Linked DNA regions of Mus musculus: regions 2 and 3 are each linked to region 1. The links are chromatin contacts, called in public Hi-C and HiChIP or PLAC-seq maps. All regions are on one chromosome and are shown on one strand. Each heading gives the region's core, a stretch centred on a gene start, on an enhancer-like site or on the middle of the called end of the contact. The rest is flanking DNA. Distances are from core to core; before and after follow the strand shown. Region 1 has its middle 23 kb from the start of Gm31496. Region 2 overlaps Itih2 (inter-alpha trypsin inhibitor, heavy chain 2). Region 3 holds the start of Kin (Kin17 DNA and RNA binding protein).

Evidence for each region. Hi-C and Micro-C count contacts between places; a contact is called where the count stands out from the background. HiChIP or PLAC-seq counts read pairs in DNA pulled down with a chosen protein or histone mark.
Region 2: a Hi-C map of trophoblast stem cells shows a contact between it and region 1, with 4 times the contacts expected there. The contact joins two enhancer-like sites. A contact is called at or near these places in 4 of 39 promoter capture datasets (the 3T3-L1 cell line, the C10 cell line, embryonic stem cells and 1 more), 10 of 15 datasets of contacts at CTCF or cohesin (CD8 T cells, the G1E-ER4 cell line, the NIH/3T3 cell line and 5 more), 358 of 484 Hi-C or Micro-C datasets (the 3T3-L1 cell line, 3T3-L1-derived adipocytes, the 4T1 cell line and 176 more), 46 of 115 datasets of contacts at active chromatin or transcription factors (the 230-238 cell line, CD4 single positive thymocytes, CD8 T cells and 30 more) and 5 of 9 other capture datasets (adipose tissue, embryonic stem cells, embryonic tail and 2 more).
Region 3: an H3K4me3 HiChIP or PLAC-seq map of forebrain shows a contact between it and region 1, with 5 times the contacts expected there. The contact joins the promoter of Kin here to the enhancer-like site in region 1. A contact is called at or near these places in 17 of 39 promoter capture datasets (3T3-L1-derived adipocytes, the C10 cell line, cranial neural crest and 9 more), 2 of 15 datasets of contacts at CTCF or cohesin (embryonic stem cells and pro-B cells), 91 of 484 Hi-C or Micro-C datasets (B cells, the BV-2 cell line, the Ba/F3 cell line and 63 more), 45 of 115 datasets of contacts at active chromatin or transcription factors (the 230-238 cell line, DN3 thymocytes, the HPC-7 cell line and 30 more) and 4 of 9 other capture datasets (adipose tissue, embryonic tail, liver and 1 more).

The regions. Positions count from the first base shown.
Region 1 is chr2:10,283,460-10,286,159 of GRCm38.p6, forward strand. No RefSeq gene overlaps it. Among named protein-coding and RNA genes, the nearest start is that of Gm31496, 23 kb to the right of the region's middle. Within about 2 kb of position 1,267, at least 46 of the 459 cell types and tissues checked have an H3K27ac peak or open chromatin away from gene starts, as enhancers often do. A contact at or near this core is called in adipose tissue, craniofacial prominence, embryonic tail and 6 more, where this site is marked.
Region 2 is chr2:10,102,815-10,105,514 of GRCm38.p6, forward strand. It overlaps Itih2 (inter-alpha trypsin inhibitor, heavy chain 2), which reads right to left. Exons shown (of 21, transcript NM_010582.3): 14 at 2,328-2,467; 15 at 1-140. Among named protein-coding and RNA genes, the nearest start is that of Kin, 24 kb to the left of the region's middle. Within about 2 kb of position 1,312, at least 1 of the 459 cell types and tissues checked has an H3K27ac peak or open chromatin away from gene starts, as enhancers often do. A contact at or near this core is called in trophoblast stem cells, where this site is marked.
Region 3 is chr2:10,079,200-10,081,899 of GRCm38.p6, forward strand. It overlaps Kin (Kin17 DNA and RNA binding protein), which reads left to right and starts at 1,413. Exons shown (of 5, transcript NM_025280.2): 1 at 1,413-1,545. The coding sequence starts at 1,432. It overlaps Atp5c1 (ATP synthase, H+ transporting, mitochondrial F1 complex, gamma polypeptide 1), which reads right to left and starts at 1,311. Exons shown (of 10, transcript NM_020615.4): 1 at 1,149-1,311. The coding sequence starts at 1,204.

The sequences.
Region 1 (2,700 bases), core at 17-2,516:
CTGCGAGGAGGAAGGAGTTCGTCCTCAGCTGGCTGATAATAAAACCTCTTGCAGTTTGCACCATGTGTGGTTTTTCACATTGGGGTGCAACTCATCCAGGGACTTGAGCAGAGGCCCAGCTTCGGGGGTCTTACAATGTCTGGCTTGGTTGTGGCCTCTCTGCACTGAGTCTCAATTTCTGACTATTTTAGGGACAAACAGGAAAACGCTGCTGCTTATTTGACATCTGACAAGAGAGGAGGGGGTTGCACAAAGCCACACGCAGAGGGCACAGACTAATTTCTGTGTGTCCCACCTAGTATAGACTCTGGAATGAAATGGTAGGAACTGACCCAGGTTCTCACAGTTGAATCCTATTGCAAAATCCTGTCTCATTTCTAAGAACTCCACTGCTACAGGTGGCTTAGAAACAAACAAAACCTCCCCCAGAGCTAGCCTCATCCCAGAGCAAAGGTAACATACAACAGAGCTATTCTAGTCCGAATCCACGGAGGTTTTCTTGACCACTGTTCACCCAATAGGAGTTGAAGAAAGGAAAGCTTATCGTGACTTTGTAGAATCTGTCTGCTTGAAAAGCAACATTGTGTCAAAGAATATGTCAATTATAGATAAACTTGAGACTGCCGAGTGCAACTTTGGCCATTTCCTGCTGTTGTAAAGAGTGAAAACTAAGTATGCATACGAGCGTGTATGGAAAATTCAACTAATTTTGCTTATATACTTCCATTCTCCGGGGAAAGATTTTTGTCTGTCACAGTGATTCCACTATAGAAACTAAATTGAAAGACTTGTATTTTATTTATCTTCATAATAACCATGTTTGTGTGTAACAACACCATTTTCTTCTCACAAAAGTAAGGAGACTGAGGTGGGAAAGCCTGTTCACAAATCAGAGCACTGGGTTACATCCCTCCACACGAGCCAATGACATCTTTCCAAGTAAGCAGTTCTGGTGCCATACAACACTACTGTGATCCCAGCACCAAGAGACTTCGGTAGGGGGATTTGGAGTTCAAAGTAGACCTGAGCTACGCAGAGAAACTCCATCCAACGAAAAAAATAATAAAGAGATTAAAAAAAGAATAAAACTATTATAAGCAGAAGGAAAAAGAAAATCGGTAATAGTTTTGTGCTCTTGTAAATACTGGATTTGTCTCATTTGACTTTCATGATTTGCTATGTAACAAAATCAGACAACTAGGAACAGCGTGTACCTCCTCCCCACCAAACTTGACCCTCCAGACTAACAAGCAACTAAGCAAGAGCAAGAGCGCCACCCAGGGAGAAACCCTGATGCTCCCTCTTCATCACGTGTTGAAAGGGATTAACCGAGCTCTCCCAGGGCGGCTTTTGTCCTCTACGTCCTTCACACATTTTACTTAAAGAGAAAGTGCAAGAAGACTCAGAGCCTGTCCATTATGTCCTCAGATTTATTGACACGGAAAGTCAGGCCTGAGTGTGAAGGGAGGATCAGAACCCCTGCCCCGTGCCTTTATAAAGCCTTTTCCTTCCTCCTGCTTCTCTTTAATCACAGCCTTTGTGAGGGAAACCTTTGAAGCAATCTCCTCTTTCTCCCCAGGGACTTCCCCCCAGCTTCCCTGGTTACTAGGGCTCTCTCTCCCTGTGGCCTGATCAATTTCAGTAAAAATATTTAAAGCATGTGGCATTGTAATTAAGTGAGCCGATTGTATCCCCATCAGTGTGCAAGACAACAAAACTGTTGTCTGGGGTCCCTTCCAAGGAGCACGGAGGCTGAGTGGAGCCAGTCTTAGTTCATCTGGATTGATTTTTATTTTTTGAAGTGGCTTGTTTGGGGGTAAAGACAGATACTACAGGCTGGGTAAATTATGCGTGTCACTAGGACCGGAAGGAAAATTTGCAGAGGCGTTCTCTAGTATGATTTCCAACTCAGTAGTTTAATTTCTGAACAAAGGTGTCCAATTTCTAGCAGTTAAACCCTCAGTCAGAATAGCTTGTCTTCCAGCAGTGGTCAGTTGCCCACCACAGCTTGCTATCTATCTATCTATCTATCTATCTATCTATCTATCTATCTATCTATCTATCTATCTATCTATCTATTTCTACCTACCTACTTTTCTGCCTGTCATCTGTTCTTTTGGTAAAATAACAACCTCAATAGTGTCTCCAGTGACTACTTATGCTGGGAGCTGCCCCCCACTATTTCAGAGCTGCTGGCTGTCTTTCCTATGTGCCTACCCCCTTCCCTTTATCTTTAAACCATGATTTAGAGGATCTGAAGAGATGGCCCAGCAGTTAAGAGCACTTAAATCTCATGTGAAAGACCAGAGTTTAGTTCCCAGCACCACCTGCTTATAATTCCATCTCTAGTGTATCTGATGCATATGTGTGAACTATCAAGCGTATGTAAGCAAACACACACACACAAGCAAACACATAAATAAAATAAACCCTTTTTATAAGTAAAATGTAAAGGGACAATTAAGAAAAAAGAATTTGAGAATCAAATTCAAAAGGTGCTCTTAGAGAGGGCAGAATGGCCGGTGAAGACAGCCCGTGTACAAAGTTGACCCGAAGCAGGGCAGCTGGGGAGAACCTGAAGCTCTTCCCAGGTGTGGGACCCACACAGAGATGGGAAGGGTGGGCGGTACGTTTGCTTCAATTCTTCGCTTCAGGGCATTGGAGCCCTTTCTGAGGACCAGAGAGGAGTCACCACCATAG
Region 2 (2,700 bases), core at 62-2,561, 180 kb before region 1:
AGTCAGCCAGCATGCGTTCATCTCCAGCATCATTCTCTATCACCATGGCAGTAAGCGGAGTCACGATGTGATGGTCTAGAGACATCTGCAGGATTGTTTTGGTGATTTTCCTTTTGATGGCAGCAGTAGGAGCCAGACTTCTGCATTCAGAGGGTAGATATTGAAGAACATCACCATATACCAGGGTGAACTTGGGCCCCAAACCTCTTTACTCCCCCTTCTGATAGTCACCCAACACCTGAGCACAGAGTGGGGATGCCTAAGACAAGAGAGAAACAGAACCAACTGGTTTCATGAGCCTCAGTAGTTTATCCAGCCATGTGGTCTCTAGTTTTTGAAATGGTGTTTTCTTGCTTTATGTATGCATGTCTGTATGCATGTATATATATATGTGCGTGAGTGCATGCACGCCTCTGTGTGTGTGTGTGTGTGTGTGTGTGAATGCACACATGTGCCCTAATGCCTGTGTGAAAGTCAGAGAACAACTTGTGTGGGTTGCTTCGCTCCTGCCATGGTGTAGGAGCTCAAGAACAGACTCAGGTGGACACGCCTTGCCACAAGCAGGTTCATCTGCTGAGCCACCTCACTGCCCCCAAGGGATCAGTTTTAAAGACTTTATCTTTCAGAATAGTTTTAGGTTCATGGTGAAATTGAGTGAAAGGTACTGAGAGTGTCTCCACGTACCCTACCGACCCGTAGCCTCCTGGATTACAGATGTCTTGTACAGATGTTCTTGTGTGCATGTGTGACCACAGGTGAAGCATATACAGGTGTATTGACATACAGGTAAGTGGCTTACACTGGCATTTGCGTGTATATCTCGTGAGTAGATACGACAGACCTATCGTTGCAGAAATGTTCCATTCTACACATTCCCTGAAATCCTAGAAACCACTGATCTTCCTACAGGGCTTTACAAACCAATATTTAATGTCCAGAGCAACTTCTTTATGCTTTTGAGTAGAGCCAATGTACTTCTGTCCAAGGGACAGGATTATTTCTTTCTTGCTTCAAAACCACAGCTTATAGCTACGTGTATTTTTTAAATAGAACCTTAATGACATCAGGAATCTTCTCTGGGAGTTCCGTTATATGATCGTCCTTATAATCTAGTTCAGTGACCTTGGTCCATCTTCCTGAGGATCCTACCCAGCAGGTCGGGTGAGAGCTTTGCAATGAGTTTTATCAACTATCCCCATGAGGCTCTGGTGCAAGTGTTTTTTTAATAACAGGATGTGATGTTAGGGCTTTGAAATGCAGCTCAGCTGAGAAGCCAGTGATGGCCTAAGTATCAAAGAGCCGTTCCTTGGGGGCATTGTAGCCACACAGTCAAATGCAAATGGACTATTGACATGCACAGCAACATGGCTGAACCTAACAGTCATCCGGCTGAGTGAAAGTCAGAAAGGGGTTGTATGGCTGTGTATGGTTTTAGCAACAGACAAAACCAATCAATGATGATACGAGGCAAAAGCAGTGGCTTCCTCTGGATGCAGTAAAGGAGAGCAAGGCGACCTTCAGTAGTTCTAGCATTTATAGCAGAATGGTCATAGATACAGGTGGTATAGAGATAGAGAGGATAGATACAAGTATAGGTATACATATACAGACAGATATAGATATCTTCAATGTATATGTGTATACATACATGTATATAAACCACATACTTCAAATCCATGCACTCCCAACGTCTCACATATGTTGCATTTAAATTTTAAACATTTTAACTTTTTAAAAATGTATACAGGCGTTTTGTCTGCATGTATGTTTCTGTGTACCACACATGTGCAGTGCCCACAGATACCAGACGATGGCACTACATTCCCTGAACTGAAGTTAGAGGTGCCACGTGGGTGCTGAGAGTTGCACCCAGTCCTCTGGAAGAGCAGACAGTTGCTGAGTTGTGTCTTCAGGCTCCTCGTTCCATTTTAATCAAAAAACAAGGACAAGGAGGAGGAGGAGGAGGAGGAGGAGGAGGAGGAGGAGGAGGAGGAGGAGGAGGAAGAGGAGGAGGAGGAAGAGGAGGAGGAGGAAGGAGAAAAGAGAAGAAGAAATAACTCAGCTTTCATTAGAGTGCTGTGAACAAGTCAGTAATAATCCAATCCCTCCATTAATTTGATACCTTTCTTGGTTCCAAATACTCCTTGTTCATGATTTCAAATGTCCCATTTGCTGTTTGGTTGGAAGTATGGGAATTGTACCCAGAGTCTTGTATGTTCTAGGCAAAGGCTTTCATGCTAAGCTACATCCCCATCCCTGACCTCAAATATTGTAGATAGACATTTCATGTTTATAAATTTTCATGGTGTACGCTCGTCTTGCCTTACCTCTCTGCTAGTAGTTGGTTGATGGTGAGATAGGCCCACAGCTTCTTGGTGAAGTCAGGGTCTGCATGCTTGTCCTTTGACAGAAACTCCTCCAAGTCATCCATCTGGCTCAGGGTTTCCAAGACCAATTCTGTGTTAGCCTGGACAATGGGAGCATCAGTTAAAGAACATCCAGGATCAGAATTACAGTCAACTCATCTGCTGTAAATGCACTTGGGGGTTATACAAGGAAGAGAGCCTTGACTGGATAGGCTTAGTGCACAAACTCCAGAGACTGGGCTTGGGTTTGGGTGAAAAAAATGAGGTTCTTAGAGAATGGTTGAAAAGATGGCAGAGATGCACCACGCCTTCTTTTTGAACTCTTGCTTCTGTT
Region 3 (2,700 bases), core at 163-2,662, 200 kb before region 1:
ATCCTGAGTTGCTGAGATCAAAGGTGTGCACCACCAACATTCTTCCAATACATAGTTCATATCTATCGTATTTAATTGCCTCACTACTTTGGAGTCTTAGCATATTGCTACAAATTCTTTGCTTAATGAAAGAACTATTTCAACTAGTTCTTGGCAGTTCTCTAACCTAGGTTACAAAACCCTAGTTCAGTGCTGGAGCGCCTTAATAATCCTCTGTACCATAAAAACAAGGAACCACTAAAACACTGTCCACAGTTAACAATCTCCTTAGCACCAGTTCTTCTAGCAGTCTAGCTTCAAAGTAGTTCATGTTATTATACAACGTCACCCATAAGTCACGTTTTACCTGACCTTCCCTGGGCATTCTAATATACAACTATTTTATTTTGCACAGAGGATTAGTATTTAAAGTCGCCCAACCTTATGGTATCCCTTTATCAAATGGAGGCTAACAAATGTAACTGTATTAAGGCCTCCTCCTCCTACCGAGGGACCTTGGGACAGTTTTATGACCTTGCAGAGATTGTACTTCAACACGAGGGCATGATGACAATGGCAATGTCTTTCTCTTCCTCATCGGCAGATTTTTTTAAACCCCTTTAGCACCAAGGCGACCAGCAGGTTCAGGCGGGGGCTGATTTTGAGTTCCTTCGTTTCTCCAGTACCCAGCAAAGAGTCGGATGGCTACACAGTGAATGCCTTACCAAAGAGCTCAAGCAAGCCATCACACCTTAAAGGGTCACGCTGCTCCCCCGTGCAGTGTTTCACAGGGCTTCAAAGCCAAAAGTTACAACCAAACGTTCCCCGGTCGCCCCTTCACCTTCAGGGCCTTTCTAAAGACTTTGCAAGCTGTGCTCCCGGGTACGGAGCGGAAGTACGGAGTTGATCGAAACCCAGATGGCTCCAAAGCTCAACCCGAATCCCGTCCGGGTCCCGAGGTCCCGGATGGCCGTTCCAGTCTCAGGGGATCAGACCGTGACCTTGTTCTCTTTGACCCCTACCAGGGGTCCGGCACGCAACCTTCCAGCTCTGCAGACATCCCCGCGGCCTGAGCTGGGGCCTTCTTCCGCCAGGAGTGAGCATGCAGCTCCATCCCTCCTGCCTCGCAGCAAGCCCGAGCCCCCGCATCCCTCCCGATGTGGTCCTACCATTGCGGCTGCACGGCGCAGGCCGACAGCCCGACAACGCTCGCCCGCGAGAACATGGTGGAGCCTTGAAGGTCGGGCAGACGGGACTCAGTGCGCGTGCGCGGGAGCTCAGGCGCCCCGGCCCGCTCCGCCTGCGTCCTCGGTCTCGCTAAATCTCGTGAGCGCCGAAGCCGCGAGTTCCCTGGCCCCACCCATTTCCTGCTGTCAATTTCGGTCCCGCCTGTCCCCGCGCTGAGCCAGTTCCGCTTCCGACCGCTTTGTAGTTGTAGCGCTCAGGGTCGCCATGGGCAAGTCGGATTTTCTGAGCCCCAAGGCCATCGCCAATAGAATTAAGTCCAAAGGGCTCCAGAAGCTTCGCTGGTACTGCCAGATGTGCCAAAAGCAATGCCGCGACGAGGTAAGTGACTCAGGCTGGCCGCGACCCCTCCCTCGGCTTGGAGCCCTCTCCGGCGCAGTCTTCCCCAGCTCGGCGCGAAGCCCTCCAGCTCCACGAGAAGTGGTCGCAGACAAGCACTCACTGATCGCTTACAATCGCTAGGCTGAGCACTGAGGTTTTACATTTAGACTTCCCTGGTGGGGTCGGTCGGTCAAGACGAGGAACTCAAGTTGCTCCGCTTAATAGTGACATGGGCTTGGCCACTACTGGTAAAGTAGAGGTAATAGTTGTACCCACCGGCAAGATTGTCGCCGAGTTTTTTCATGGAGAGAAGAACTCTCCATGACATAAATGCTTCATTCCCGACTTGCTACTGCTATCCTATAGTTTCAGTATGTGGGTTCCCAAAGGTACAGGCGTGCAGTCCATCGCACCTAGGAGTGACCGCTAAGTGTTTTTCCATATTTGCTTACATCATATAGTAAATTATATAAATATATGAATATCAGTATACCTTCACCCTTGAAGACTTAATTGTGTAATCAACATAACAAGTAATCGTATTATCTTTTCAATTAATGCCAAAATGCCACCAATATAACAGAACTAATAAAAATTCTTGTACATTATCTGATACATATTTTTGTTTTAGAGACAGTATCTCAGTATGTAACTTTGGCTGGTCTGGACCTCACCAGGCTGGCCAAAAAACGAGATAGACCTGCCTCTGCTTCCCAAGTGCTGGTTGATATCAGAGATATACACCACCCTACTTTATATTAATACTTTCTTGGTAGTCTTGTGGTGGCGATGGGGACCAGAGAGGTTGTTTATTAAGCAGTGCTACAAGTTTTGTTTAATGTCTTATGTATGCCTGGCAAATGCTCTACCACTGAGCCCTCATGCACTGCGTCATATTTCTGTTATCTTATTTTGGTGTATGTGTTTATGCATGTGTGCATGCTGCACCAAACAGATACATCCATACGGAGATCAAAGGGCCACATGTAAATGGTTATTTCCTTCCAGCTTGAGGGTCCTGGGATTGAAGTCATGTTGTCACATCTGGCACCAAGCGCCTTTAGCCACTGAGCCATCTTACTGACCTTATGCCACCTTCTTAGTAAGTCATCACAGACTGAACCCAGTCCCACTGCCACTGACTGGATTGCAAAA